Linked DNA regions of Mus musculus: all the other regions are linked to region 1. The links are chromatin contacts, called in public Hi-C and HiChIP or PLAC-seq maps. All regions are on one chromosome and are shown on one strand. Each heading gives the region's core, a stretch centred on a gene start, on an enhancer-like site or on the middle of the called end of the contact. The rest is flanking DNA. Distances are from core to core; before and after follow the strand shown.

Region 1 (2,961 bases), core at 183-2,682:
ATCCCCACCACACAAACATCATTTTCAAAACCACACATGCCTCCCTACGGGGAGGTGAGAACTTTGTCCTGGCCCAACATGGTTCAGGGATGAGCAAATGGGAACACTAACCCAAAGGCATTTGCCACAAGGGCCTTAGGACCAAGGCAGGCTACTCAGCCAAGATCATTTTTGAAGCTATAGCAGGAAAAAAGTGTCTATCATTCTACCTGGAAGATACGGCTATGTGATGTAGGAGCGAGAAAAATGTTCGTGTAGTTCCCAGCAAACCCTCTAACATGCACACGCAGCACGTGTGACTCTCAGGCCAACCGGGATGCTTCCTCGACCCAGGTCTCTCAAGGACTAGGATACTCTGCACGCCCAATTTACATATCTAATTCGGAACTCAAGCCTGGCTCCTCCCTTCTGACAGATGTCATTTAAACAAAGCATTTCCTTCAGCTCTTTAAGCTGTTTTCCAAGAAATACTCAAGTCAGATTCTCAGGGTCACTTACATGCTGGCGAAGACAGAGCTGGGGCCTCCAAGGCATCCCACCGCAGAGCATTCCAAGTCAGGGAACAGTTGAACTACATGCTCTTTGGCATCCTCAGGCATCCAAGGTGCCTCCCTGTCTTAGGATGCTATTCCACCATCTCCATCACCAAGGGTCACGCCACAGACGCAGGCAGGCTCGCGCGCGCACACACAATCACACACCATAAGCAATGGGCATTTTGGTTAGAATGCTATCCTGCTATTACATTTCGGTGTGGATCCGTGTTAAGGATCTGACCCTGCCCTAGTCTATAAAATGGACTACAGCTATACCTCCACCCTAAGATTTCCAGCTCCGGGAACCTTCAAAGGAAAACCCGCTCTGAGAGAACAACCGCGATCCCAGCGACCTCACGTTCCAGAAGCTCCCTGGGATGAAGACTGATGCAATTCCCTGGCTACGCTAGGGTTTACAGGCACCCCTCACATCACCTGTCCCTTCCTCGGAGTCCCTGGCATCCCTTGTTCCTCCAAGTCCCTCGCACCCCAACCTTCTCCAGTGTTGCCCTACGCCCCTCTCACGCCCTGTCCTTCCCGGCGATCCCTGTCCCTTGCGTCCGATGTTCTTTCTGCGTTCCCCGGTGCCCTCGCCGGCCACGCACGCACCTGTCAGCCTTCGCTGGAGTCCCCAAAACCCGCGGGTAGAACGCGCACCCTCCTCGTCCCAAGCCCCGCGGAAGCTCCTGCGCTCCGCCGCGCCCGACCTCGACCTCCTAGGCCTCTCGGGAACCCGCGGAAGGCCCGCGCAGCACCAGCGTCCGATCCGGGCCGGGCCAGCATGCGCACCATCCGGGCCTCCAGAGCCTCACACACGTGTCACCACGACGTTTAAAGGAGCCGCACTGCAATGTGCTCCCTGAGTCCGCGTGAAGGGCACGTTCGCCTTAAGAGGCGGAGCTAACGGCGACTTGTCTCCCTGGACCCTCCCTTCTCTGCTATTCGCGACGCACACGTCACCCCTCCGCCCCGCAGGCCTGCCAGTCTACGCGATGACGCAAGCGCGTAGAGCTAAAAGCTCCGGAAGCGTCCCGGAGTCCAGAGACCCTGCTGCGGCTTGGCGTGGTTCCCGCGGTGTACGCGAGTGGCGTCACTTCCGCTTGCGTGCCTGACATTGCCAGTGCGCAGGCCCAGTGTGCTGCGGCGAGGAGCTCAGGGCTCACGTTCAGTGCAAGCCACCGAGGCTTTGAAGATTCACCGTTCGTTAGTTCTTACCTGCAGGCGTCCTTTTGAAAAAAAACAAAAAAACAAAAAAAACCCTAGCAAGCCGGGCATGGAATGAGGCCCTGGGTTCCATCCATCACTGCATGAAACAGGCGCTGTGGCACAAGAAAGCAGTTTCTGCAACTCTGAGGAGTGGAGGGGGTGGGGGATGATCAGAACTTAAACGTCATCTCTGGGATCCTTGAGATGCTGGCTATAGCCACTCCACCGCTTAACTTAAGTGGCCAAGGCTGGAGGATCATTGGAGAATGTCTTCTGGACCACGTAGCAGAACCTTGTCTTTAAAAAAGGGGGTGGGAGTGGGGGCTGATGGGGTAGTAATGGCAAAGACCAAATCCTGTTAGCCTATACCAATGTCCCTTTTAGAGCTAGAAAGATGGCTCAGAGGTTAAGATGGCTTGTCGTTCTTTCCAAGGACTTCCCAGCACCCATACAGTGGTGGTTCAAAATCTCATGTAACTCTACATGTGGCAGACACATATGACCTAAATTAGAAAAAAAAAGTTCTCTTAGTTTTAAAAAGATTTTGAATTACATACGTATAGGGGAAGAATATCTGAGTGTAGGTGCCTGTGGAGGCCACTGGTGTCTCATCCTCTCTTAGAACTGGAATTACAGGCAGCTCTAAGTTGTGAGCTCCCAGTGTGAGGGCTGGGAACCAAACTCTGGTACTCTGTAAGAGAAGTAGGGGCTATTAACTATTGAGTTCCAGTCCCAGAATCCTCCCTCTTTATTTAGACCGACTTCTTTGTTCTCTGACCACTCTTTGTGTCTGGCTGGAGCTGGCTCTATAAACCCACTGTTCTAGGCTGGCTACAATGAATTACTGCTTTTGCTGTCCCGAGCCTGATACAGTTCCTGGGAAATTCACTGTTTTAGCACGCTTCCTGTGTGGGAGCTGGCACCTGGCATAAGACCTAGGTTTTTAATCCAGATGTTGTTCTAATTAGCCTGTTACTTTGCAAATTTCTCTTACTTGGAGGCTTGATCTGTGGGGACAAAAAAATAAAATAAAATTCAGAGTCAGTAGCTCAGTTGGCAGGTAATAAATTTAGTCCCCAGGCTGGGCGATAGTGGCACACACCTTTAATCCCACTCAGGAGGCAGAGGCAGGCAGATCTCTAAATTCAAGGCCAGCCTGGTCTACAGAGTGAGTTCCAGAGAGCCAAGGATACACAGAGAAGCCCTGTCTCAAAATAAA
Region 2 (2,961 bases), core at 308-2,807, 260 kb before region 1:
TCTAGGTAGATGTGTGTGGTAAGGACACAGGATTCCAAAGCCTCAGGCATAGGCTGCAGCCTGAAGAAGCAGTGTGTGCCCACAGGTTATGGCGGAGGCTGATGAGAGCAAGGGGGCTGGCAGGGACAGTGGCCATGGGGATGACAAGGTGGGAGGGCTGTAAAGCTGACTTGGGGACTGAGAGGCAAGGTCAGGGAGCTCTGTGTGGAGGTAGAAACCCAGCCAAGCAGGCCTGGTGCTCCCTGAAGCTCTAGGGTACTGGGCAAGCCCCTGCACCCACCTTCCTCTATGGAGGGAACAAGAAGCCATCGCGGGAGAAGGGCCTGATCACATGACTGCCTTGTTCAGGGTGGTATCAGAGGACGTGGTTATGGAGCTGGAGGGTGGGGACAGCATCACCACCTGTCTGTCATCCATTGTCCCTAGCAGCAAGCTTTGGTGGCCCAAGTAAGCTTCATACCTCCGGGGTGGAGGGGCGGTGTCAGGGAGTGCTGTGACCCAGGATGGTACAGGGCTTCCACAGTAATGACAGGCACCCCTGCCAACTGACAGGGCAGTGATGCTGGCAAGAGGTAGGTGAGTTTGCCCTTTCAGGGACATATTCTGATGTGACATTAGTGTGCTGGTATGCTCGTGTGGGTGGGAAGCCAGCATGGAGGAGTCTCTGGGACTCAAGAGGGACATCTCAGCTTGCTGGGCCTGTGTCTCCTTTGCCTGGCCACGCGTGGGTGGACCCACCCAGTGTCACCCTCCCTACCTGCGTGAAAAGATCCAGCGCCTTGTGCAGGTTGGCATACATGCCCGTGGGAGGCTCATTGGTGATTTTGATGGCATTTTCCAGGATGCCCTGGGGGATGATGTGCGTCTCAGCCGTGGGAGCAGGCTCAGCACTGATGAACACTCGGTAGTCCTCATGGCTGCCCGAGCTGTAGCGTTCTACCTTCTTGTCCAGGATACCCAGCCATCTCGCCACCAGGTGAATGTTCTGTGGCAAGGAGCCCTGCCTCAGGCCTGAGTGGACCCCACAGGGCCAACCCTGTCAACCCTAACTGGTGTGGAGTGTTCCTGGTAACAGCCTTAGGATCCACCTTGTTTGCTTCCCCCCCCCCCCAGGCTCAAAGCATAGACAGCGTGGTCCCCAGCACCCTTTTAGGAGCTGTAAGGGGGTATGGAGGGGCTCTGTGCTGGGGAGCCGTAGAGTGGTGCCCCAGCAATGGGAGGTTCTATCCCATCCCCAGGGACGTGACCATGATGGCAGAAGAGCCCTCACCTGCAGAATGACCCAGTGTCCCTTTTCGGCAGCCACATCCAGCGCGTTCTCAGCTACCACCTCTTGTCCTTGCCCCAGGGACACGTTGTGGAGTTTCCCATTGTCTATGGTAAATCCCAGTTTTTTCCCTAAAAAGAGGGAAAACAGGAAAAGTACAGGGGTGATTCAGAACCGTGGTTCGGGCACTGCATTCCACAACCGGGAACACTGCACGCCTCCCATCTTGTTTATTGTGGGGTGGAAACACATATCCCGTAACACGACCATGCTTCGGCCATCTGGAAAGGTGTGGCCCAGGGACATTCGGGAAACTGGCCCTGCTGTGCAGCTGTCTCTCTGGTACCACCATCACCACCCCCAGAATGTGTCAACGCCTTGTGACCTTGAACTCCCTCTCTGCTCCCCTTGCCTGGCAGTGCTGTCTGCTTTCCGCCCCTGTGCGTCAGCCCATTACAGGCATTTCATGGAAATGGGGCTGCCCTCGCTGAGACCCTCACCCCTCGCTGAGACCCTCACCACTGTGTTTTTGTGAGCTCTGAGCTCTCCACTTTGGTCAGGGAAGAAGCTTGGACTGGGCCGATGGGGTAACAGCCCATAACAAGCTCTGGCTCTAGCGGCTTAAGCTTTTTTTTTTTCCTTCAGATTTATGATGGGTAATGTTCATTGCCAGCATGACCAGGTATAGCTTCACCATGGAAAACTCCGTTCTAGATAGGTCCATGAGGGTTTTTCAAAAAAGAAGGTGGGGGGGCACCTCAGTGTGAGTGGGACTGCCCCTAGGCTCTGTTGTCCTAGCAAGGCTGAGAAACAAAGAGTGCTTCTCAGCCTGTGAGTTGCGTCCCTTTGGTCACAGAACCACCTTTCCACAGGGGTTACCTGAGACACAACGTTTCCATTACAATTCTCGGAAGTAGCAATGAAAATAATGTTTTACGGTTGGGTGTGGCCACAGCCTGAGGGGCTGTATTAAAAGGTCACAGAGTTAGCAAGGTTGAGAGCTGCTGAGCAAGGAGAACTGAGCTGAAGGCCCGCCCGCCTGTAGGTGTGGTGTGACCAGCCGCCCGATGTTCCCCTCAAACTGTACCCAGACAACCCTTTCCCAGGTTTCCTTTTGCAGTGTCTTGCCCCTGAGCTGTGATAAAAGTAACCTAGTCGGGGCTGTTTCTAGAAGGGAGGGAACAGGCAGGAAGATGTCTTAGTCAGGGTCTCTTGCTCTTTGTCACACCATGATGAAAAGCATCCTGGGGAGGAAAGGGTTTGTTTGGCTTCCGTCTCAGTCACAGTCCATCACGAAGGAAGTCACAAGAACCCGGAGGCGGAGGCTGTGGAAGGGTGCTGCATGCTGCTCTCCAGCTTGCTCACTTTGCTTTCTTACAGCAGCCAGACCGCCAGCTTAAGGTGGCACTGCCACAGTGGACTAGACACCCCCCACCCCCCCTGCCCTCTCAACCACCAACCAAGAAAATGCTACAACAGCTTATCCACGTGCTGGTCTGGTGGGGGCACTATCTATCTATCTATCTATCTATCTATCTATCTATCTATCTATCTATCTATCTATCTATCTATCTATCTATCTATCTATCTATCTATCTATCTATCTATCTAGTTTTTTGAGACAGGGTTTCTTTGTATAGCCCTGGCTGTCCTGGAACTCATTTTGTAGACCAGGCTGGCCTCAAACTCAGAAA
Region 3 (2,961 bases), core at 170-2,669, 200 kb before region 1:
TCCCCATTATCCATCATTCCTTTTTTTTACTGTCTGGGTTTGGGGCAAGCGGCTAGGCCTGGTTCGTGAGGACCTCCAAAGTCGGGCCTTGGCCTAGGGCTCTGCAGGTGGGGTCTCAAGCTGATCTGAGATTGGAGGCCAGCCTTGGAGGACCTCAGAGCCCGTTGTCTATCCAGTCTGTCGGGCACCAGGACTGCTGGGGCTCCTGTTTGAAACACAGAGCCCTGCGGGTGAGTTTAAAAGCTTGGGGTGTTGACATGGCCCCCACCCTGTACCCCCTTTGCCTTGGATTCCCCATTGCTGTTCTGTGCCGGGTTAGGGAATTCCCTGGACACACAACCACTCCTTCCCCATCCGCTCTGGCTGGTTAGTTTATACTGAGATACTGCCGTGTTCTTCAAAGCCCAGAGTGCTTCATTCTCTTCTGTCAAGTTCACCTGACTGGCCTGAGGCCACCTCTGCACAGAGCTCCAGCTTGGGGAAGGGTTTCTCCCTACATGGATTATCTAGTGAACGCCAACCGATGCATGGAGATATTGTAACTTAGTTCTTGAAGCCCACAGCTGAGTTCCAGCCGGTTGCAGGCAGCCAACTGTTCAAACCATGTTCAGATAAGGCAGAGCAGCTGTGATCAATCCAGCTGTCTGTATTCTGCACTTCCTTTCCTTGAGACTATAAATACAGCCTGCTGGGGGGTGGGTGGGGGTGGGTGTGGGTGTGGGGGTGTGGGGGTGTGGGTGTGTGGGTGTGGGTGTGGGTGTGTGTGTGTGTGGGTGGCAGGCAGAGGGAGGGTCGTTGGACATTCTGTACCATTTTGGTCTAGTTTGCTGCCAAACAGTACAATCTCAAAGCCAACTAAGGGTTATCAAATATTCTCTCTCTCCCCTTCTCTGTCTTACAAAACAAAGTCTTAATCTATAGTCCTGACTAACCTAGAGGTTGTTCTATAGACCAGGCTGGCCTTGAACTTGTGGCAATCCTCCTGGGTTCATATCACAAAGTGGCAGGAGTTATAGGCATGAGCTACCACACCCAAAGTAGCTCTCTACGTTAGCATCCCCAGGCCGAATCAGTTATACCTCCCTGTATGGGACCCTTACTGTCCCCTCTGTGTGTAAGGGCCCCTGGGAGCCAGGGCAGGGCATCTGAGGCCTCACTGTGTCACCTCCCTGCCCAGTGCTTGGCTGTTGGGGTGGTCAGACAGGAGGGTCTCTGGTGACTGAGATGCCAGGAAAACTGGGCACAACTCCGGGTCCCCCACTGACCCAGAGACTAAGCAGAAGGGCCCTACCTGTACAGCAATCACAGACAAGACCTCCACCGAGATCCGGTTAAACTCATCAAAGCAACCCCAGGCTCCCGTCTGTGCCAGGCCCTTGTAGATGTTTCCACAGGACTACAAAGGGAAAGTCAGATCAGAGAGAGGGAGTGGCCCCCAGAGGCCTGCAGGAAGCAGGTGTCTGGAGACAGCGCCCTTGTACACCTGACCCGCAGGGTCCCAGCGTTTTTTCTAAGCGAACATCAAGTTAAGAAATCCCCCAATCCCTACCCCTGTCTTCTCATTTTATGCACATGGAGGAAGGGATCCTCTGAGGTGGGCTGGGGCTCCAGGAAGATCTTTTCGTGTGACTATGCCATTTTGTCCCCTGCAGGGTCAGCAACACACCCATGGAGTTCACACAGAAGTCCTTCTAGGATCAATAGACTTCACTTTTCTAGGGCCCCTGAGGGGGACACGCTGGTATGACCTTCAGTCAGCAGGGGTCTTGGCCACTGTCCTCAGTCTCAGGATGGGACCACTAGGCTGTGGGGCTCGTCCAACGGGAGGGCGCCCCAACTCCTCCCTTTTATGCTGGGACTGTTACTGTCAGAGTCCCTCCCCTCCTGTTTAGTCCTCTGAGAAGACATGACCCTGCAGCTGATGGACCTGTCCTTGTCCCCTTCAGAGTTCACCCGGTGGCCACTACTTTCACCCTAACCCCACACTGAACGCCAATCAGGTACTCCTACCTGTGTGTGTGTCTCTATTCATAGGGGACAGTCATGGAACTGCCGGGACCTCTACCTCCACAAGTGCTAGTGGGTACTCTGGGTGTACATGCTCTTGGGTGGGGACCCGCAGCCCTGGCCACATACCTTGTAGTCCATCTGCTCTGAGCAGTTGAAGACATACACCATGGTGCCCAGGGCTCTGCCCAGGTCCTTGGTTGTCTCCGTCTTGCCCGTGCCAGCAGGGCCTGCAGGGGCTCCGCCCATGATCAGGTGGAGGGACTGCGTGAGCGTGATGTAGCACCTACAGAGGACCTTGATTGACCTGGGGCACTGTGACCCTGTGACCCACACCCCACTGTGCTCTGCTCGGCTTACTGTGGGGCCGCTGTACTCACTTGGGCCCAGAGACCAAAGTCAGAGCTGGTGTGTATGTGTGCATGTGTGTGTGTGGGTGGGGGGGGGTGGTCACTGTGCTGAGGGACAGGGGTGGGTGCAAGACATGGCCCTCCTGTGGGTTTGGGGGACGGACTCTGGGGACTCGTCAGACACATGCTGAGGGTGTCTTGGGCAGCCTCTGGGCTGAGTGGTTTTATTATCTTGTAATTGATTCAGTCCCTGCACACTCATGAGGGCTCCTGTAGCTCTCTCCCTGTTCTGCAGACCTCAGGGAGGTGAAGCCACTCCTTGGGGACACAGCCAGTGAAGGACCAAGAGCTCAGCCTAAAGCAGGGCTCCTGCCTGGCCCCCAAGACCTGAAGTCTGCATGTAGATCTGTGACCTGGCCCCAAGTTATTTCTGATTGGTAAATAAAGATGCCAACAGCCAATAGCTGGGTAGAAGAGACATAGGTGGGGTTTAGGTTTTCCAGGTTTGGGGGTCAGAGTAGATGAATAGGAGGAGGAGGAGGGAGGGAGAGGGAGGGGGAGGGAGGAGGAGGAAGAGGAGGAGGAGGCGGCAGCGGCTGAGGCC
Region 4 (2,961 bases), core at 217-2,716, 190 kb before region 1:
GGCAGCCACTGCCCCCCCATGTGGTCCCCCTCGGCCTAGATGTCACAAAAGTATTAGCGTAGCCCAGGCTGATCCTTGAGCGCTATCTTAAAGCCACAGCTGAGAGCAGCCAGCCGCCCAGATGGGCTCAGTTAGAGAGAATGCTTATGCTGCTGTCGGTGACCTTCCTGTGCAATGACTGGGCTGTCCCAGCCTTCCTGCCAGGCTCAAGGCTTCAACACAGAGCCTGACAGGTACTTCACTCTTCTACCTGCCCTGCACTGGTCACAGCAAGGAACCACATGCACCACCTCCTGTGACAGTGGTGCTCCCCCATGTGGCATGGTGTGGTAAGGCATGCTGTTCCTCCTGTGACAGTGGTGCTCCCCCGTGTGGCATGGTGTGGTAAGGCATGCTGTTCCTCCTGGCCTCACCAGGAGCAAATAAATGTAAAGCCTATATCACAATCAGGCCACCCAACTTTCAGATCAGGCCACTGAGCCACTTACTAAGTCCGTGGTGCCTCTCCCAGGCTGTCGGGGGGGGGGGGGTCCGGGGAAGTCTCAGATTTGCAGCAGCGGGCCATGGCCTCACCTGTTGATGACGTGGTTGTTCAGGTATCGCTTGAACAGAAAACTCCAGCGCTTGATGGTGTTGAGCAAGGTCTGCTTGAAGGGGCGGCAGTCACACTGCAGCCAGCCATGGAAGACCTTGGTGTTCTCACAGCTGGACACCTCCTCATACAGCTTCTCATACGAGTCAATCTGCCCAACACAGCCGTGGATTCCATCAGCCATGGCTGTGTGTCCCCCACTAGCCATCGCCGCTTCCTGTCTGGCTGTGAAGGGCAGCCAGGTGGCCCAGGGTGCAGCTTAAGAGAGGCTGAGACCACTGCTACCTGTTTGCCCTGTCCCAACACCTCAGAGCTCCTTCTGCCCCACCTCTAGGAGGGGACAGATAGACAGAAGAGGATGGGATTGGGTGACTACAGTAAGGCTTCTGGAGCAGGAGGGGACTCCCAAAGGGCACCCCTTAACTCATGGGAGCACCTGCAGACTTTGAGCCATCCCATCTTTCTTCTCACTGGTGTGGGGGAGGAGAGGGCTTTCTCATTGTGCCCAAGACCAACCTCAGGACTGGATTGCTTCACTTTCTAGATTCCCAATTCTGACACCTGAGCTCTTGCTGACCCTGAAGGCCGATTCTTAGACTGCAGACCTCACCTGGAGCTGGCCTGAGTGTAGTGCTCCCAGCCACCTCTTATCTGGCTCTTAGGGACTCTTATTCTCAGGGATCAGTCCTCTGTCCTACTTGCCACAGGATGGGACACCAGCCAGCTCAGCATAGTGCCCTCACCTGACCTAACTGAAGTCATTCACACTACAAGCCTGGTAGATCCTGCTGAGGCCTCTTCTCTCTCCCTGGCTGCCTCTCTGGTACAGTGGTGCTCCCCCCCATGTGGCGTGGTGTAGTAAGGCATGCTATTCCTCCTGTGACAGTGGTGCTCCCCCGTGTGGCATAGTGCGGTAAGGCATGCTCTCTCTCCTGGCCTCACCAGGAGCAAATTTAAAACCTACATAGCAATCAGGCCACCCAACTTTCAAATCAGGCCTGTGGGGGGTGGGGAGGGGGTCGTCTACCCGAGGATGTGGGAGGTGACACAGGAGGACAACAGGACCATACACACCTGCTGCTGGAACTGAGCCAGGGTAGGTGGTGTCTTGGGGATGGTGTCGTCCGTCTTGGTGTCCAGCTCCTCAGGGGTGGGCGCGTGCCCGAAGATGAGGAAGTTCTTCATAAATTCTTGAAGGTCATCCACCCAAAGGTAGGAGTACCTCTCAAAGGAGTCCTGGTACTCCTCAGCCACCTTCATGGCTCCAATGACCAGGCTGGACACTTCCTCCCGCATCTCTATGAGGTCTGTGATATCCTCTAGGTCAGACTGCCGGGGTGGGAGTGGGGACAAAGATTGGGTCATTTGCCTTCATGAGAGACAGATTTTCCCCCAGACCTGGAAGAGCATCCTTCTGTGGGTGCTGCTGAGAGTCCTGAATGGAAGCAGGGGGTGTCTGTCAGTGTGCAGCGCCCCTACCCCACCCCTGAAAGAAGATTTGCTAAGGGTGGCTCTGAGCTGTCTGATCCCAGGGTGACGTGGGTGTCAGTTCATCCATTCTGTATTTGCACAGACCTTGGTTGTGTGCAATGTGCTGGTATGGACAAAGGGGACACAGAGCGAGCGACTCACATGGACTGTTGGGGGAGGGGGTATGTATGGACATTTTTAAAATAACAAACCCAGAAAACTACCCTCTAGTTAAATCTCTGCATGCATGCTATCTATGGTATGTACAAATCGATTGAATGTACACCTGGTCACTTCCGAGGCCTTTAAAATTCCTCAGTATATTCTGTTCAGATCTGCCGTTCAAACTCACTTCCAGACGCCCTCCTGCTCCTGGCTGGCAATGCCACAGGAGGCAACATTCTGTTACAGGGCATTTTTACATGTTTCCCCGTTGCTGGTGACTTATGCCTTTATTTTGATCCTGATGCCTTTCCCCCTTCATTAGCTCTCATTGTACACATTTAATCTTCTAATAAAAACGAGGGAGAGGGGAGCAGCCACGGAGTCCAGGCATTGATTTGACGGAGGTGGCTAAGGAGCACGGATTCGGATGGGTCAGTCCGTCAGGGAGAGGGTGACTTTGGCTGAGCCCTTGGCTGTCCTGTTGAGCTTGGTGGCACTCTAAGAGGGGCAGACTCCTTCATGCTAGCAAGAGTTTTTATTTTGTTTTGCTTTATTAAATTTTTGTTTTTGTTGTTAACTATTCTTTCTTTAGTTTTTTAAAGATTTATTTATTTTATGTATGTGAGCACACTGTAGCTGTACAGATGGTTCTGAGCCTTCATGTGGTGGTTGGGAATTGAATTTTTAGGACCCCCCGTTCACTCTGGTCAACCCCGCTCGCCCCAGTTGGCCCT

What was found. A called contact is a pair of places that touch in the nucleus more often than the background predicts. HiChIP or PLAC-seq counts read pairs in DNA pulled down with a chosen protein or histone mark.
Region 2: an RNA polymerase II HiChIP or PLAC-seq map of embryonic stem cells shows a contact between it and region 1, with 11 read pairs. The contact joins the enhancer-like site here to the promoter of Usp36 in region 1. A contact is called at or near these places in 2 of 39 promoter capture datasets (the C10 cell line and pre-B cells) and 3 of 115 datasets of contacts at active chromatin or transcription factors (embryonic stem cells and large pre-B cells).
Region 3: an H3K27ac HiChIP or PLAC-seq map of T-cell acute lymphoblastic leukemia shows a contact between it and region 1, with 3 times the contacts expected there. The contact joins the enhancer-like site here to the promoter of Usp36 in region 1. A contact is called at or near these places in 12 of 39 promoter capture datasets (the C10 cell line, the HPC-7 cell line, cranial neural crest and 9 more), 2 of 15 datasets of contacts at CTCF or cohesin (large pre-B cells and pro-B cells), 15 of 484 Hi-C or Micro-C datasets (the 63-12 cell line, B cells, CD4 T cells and 10 more), 12 of 115 datasets of contacts at active chromatin or transcription factors (the 230-238 cell line, T-cell acute lymphoblastic leukemia, embryonic hindbrain and 7 more) and 4 of 9 other capture datasets (adipose tissue, embryonic stem cells, liver and 1 more).
Region 4: a Hi-C map of pro-B cells shows a contact between it and region 1, with 4 times the contacts expected there. The contact joins the enhancer-like site here to the promoter of Usp36 in region 1. A contact is called at or near these places in 2 of 39 promoter capture datasets (the SN4741 cell line and hippocampal neurons), 2 of 15 datasets of contacts at CTCF or cohesin (large pre-B cells and pro-B cells), 7 of 484 Hi-C or Micro-C datasets (B cells, CD4 T cells, CD8 T cells and 2 more), 7 of 115 datasets of contacts at active chromatin or transcription factors (bone marrow-derived macrophages, embryonic stem cells, epiblast stem cells and 3 more) and 4 of 9 other capture datasets (adipose tissue, embryonic stem cells, liver and 1 more).

Annotation. Positions count from the first base shown.
Region 1 is chr11:118,288,812-118,291,772 of GRCm38.p6, forward strand. It overlaps Usp36 (ubiquitin specific peptidase 36), which reads right to left and starts at 1,433. Exons shown (of 21, transcript NM_001033528.1): 1 at 1,146-1,433.
Region 2 is chr11:118,032,979-118,035,939 of GRCm38.p6, forward strand. It overlaps Dnah17 (dynein, axonemal, heavy chain 17), which reads right to left. Exons shown (of 81, transcript NM_001167746.1): 73 at 1,265-1,398; 74 at 758-1,000. Among named protein-coding and RNA genes, the nearest start is that of Mir6933, 32 kb to the left of the region's middle. Within about 2 kb of position 1,558, at least 12 of the 459 cell types and tissues checked have an H3K27ac peak or open chromatin away from gene starts, as enhancers often do. A contact at or near this core is called in embryonic stem cells, where this site is marked.
Region 3 is chr11:118,084,777-118,087,737 of GRCm38.p6, forward strand. Dnah17 (dynein, axonemal, heavy chain 17) reads right to left here. Exons shown (of 81, transcript NM_001167746.1): 36 at 2,137-2,293; 37 at 1,292-1,396. Among named protein-coding and RNA genes, the nearest start is that of Dnah17, 43 kb to the right of the region's middle. Within about 2 kb of position 1,420, at least 10 of the 459 cell types and tissues checked have an H3K27ac peak or open chromatin away from gene starts, as enhancers often do. A contact at or near this core is called in T-cell acute lymphoblastic leukemia, where this site is marked.
Region 4 is chr11:118,102,750-118,105,710 of GRCm38.p6, forward strand. Dnah17 (dynein, axonemal, heavy chain 17) reads right to left here. Exons shown (of 81, transcript NM_001167746.1): 19 at 1,667-1,921; 20 at 574-743. Among named protein-coding and RNA genes, the nearest start is that of Dnah17, 25 kb to the right of the region's middle. Within about 2 kb of position 1,467, at least 40 of the 459 cell types and tissues checked have an H3K27ac peak or open chromatin away from gene starts, as enhancers often do. A contact at or near this core is called in CD8 T cells, bone marrow-derived macrophages and pro-B cells, where this site is marked.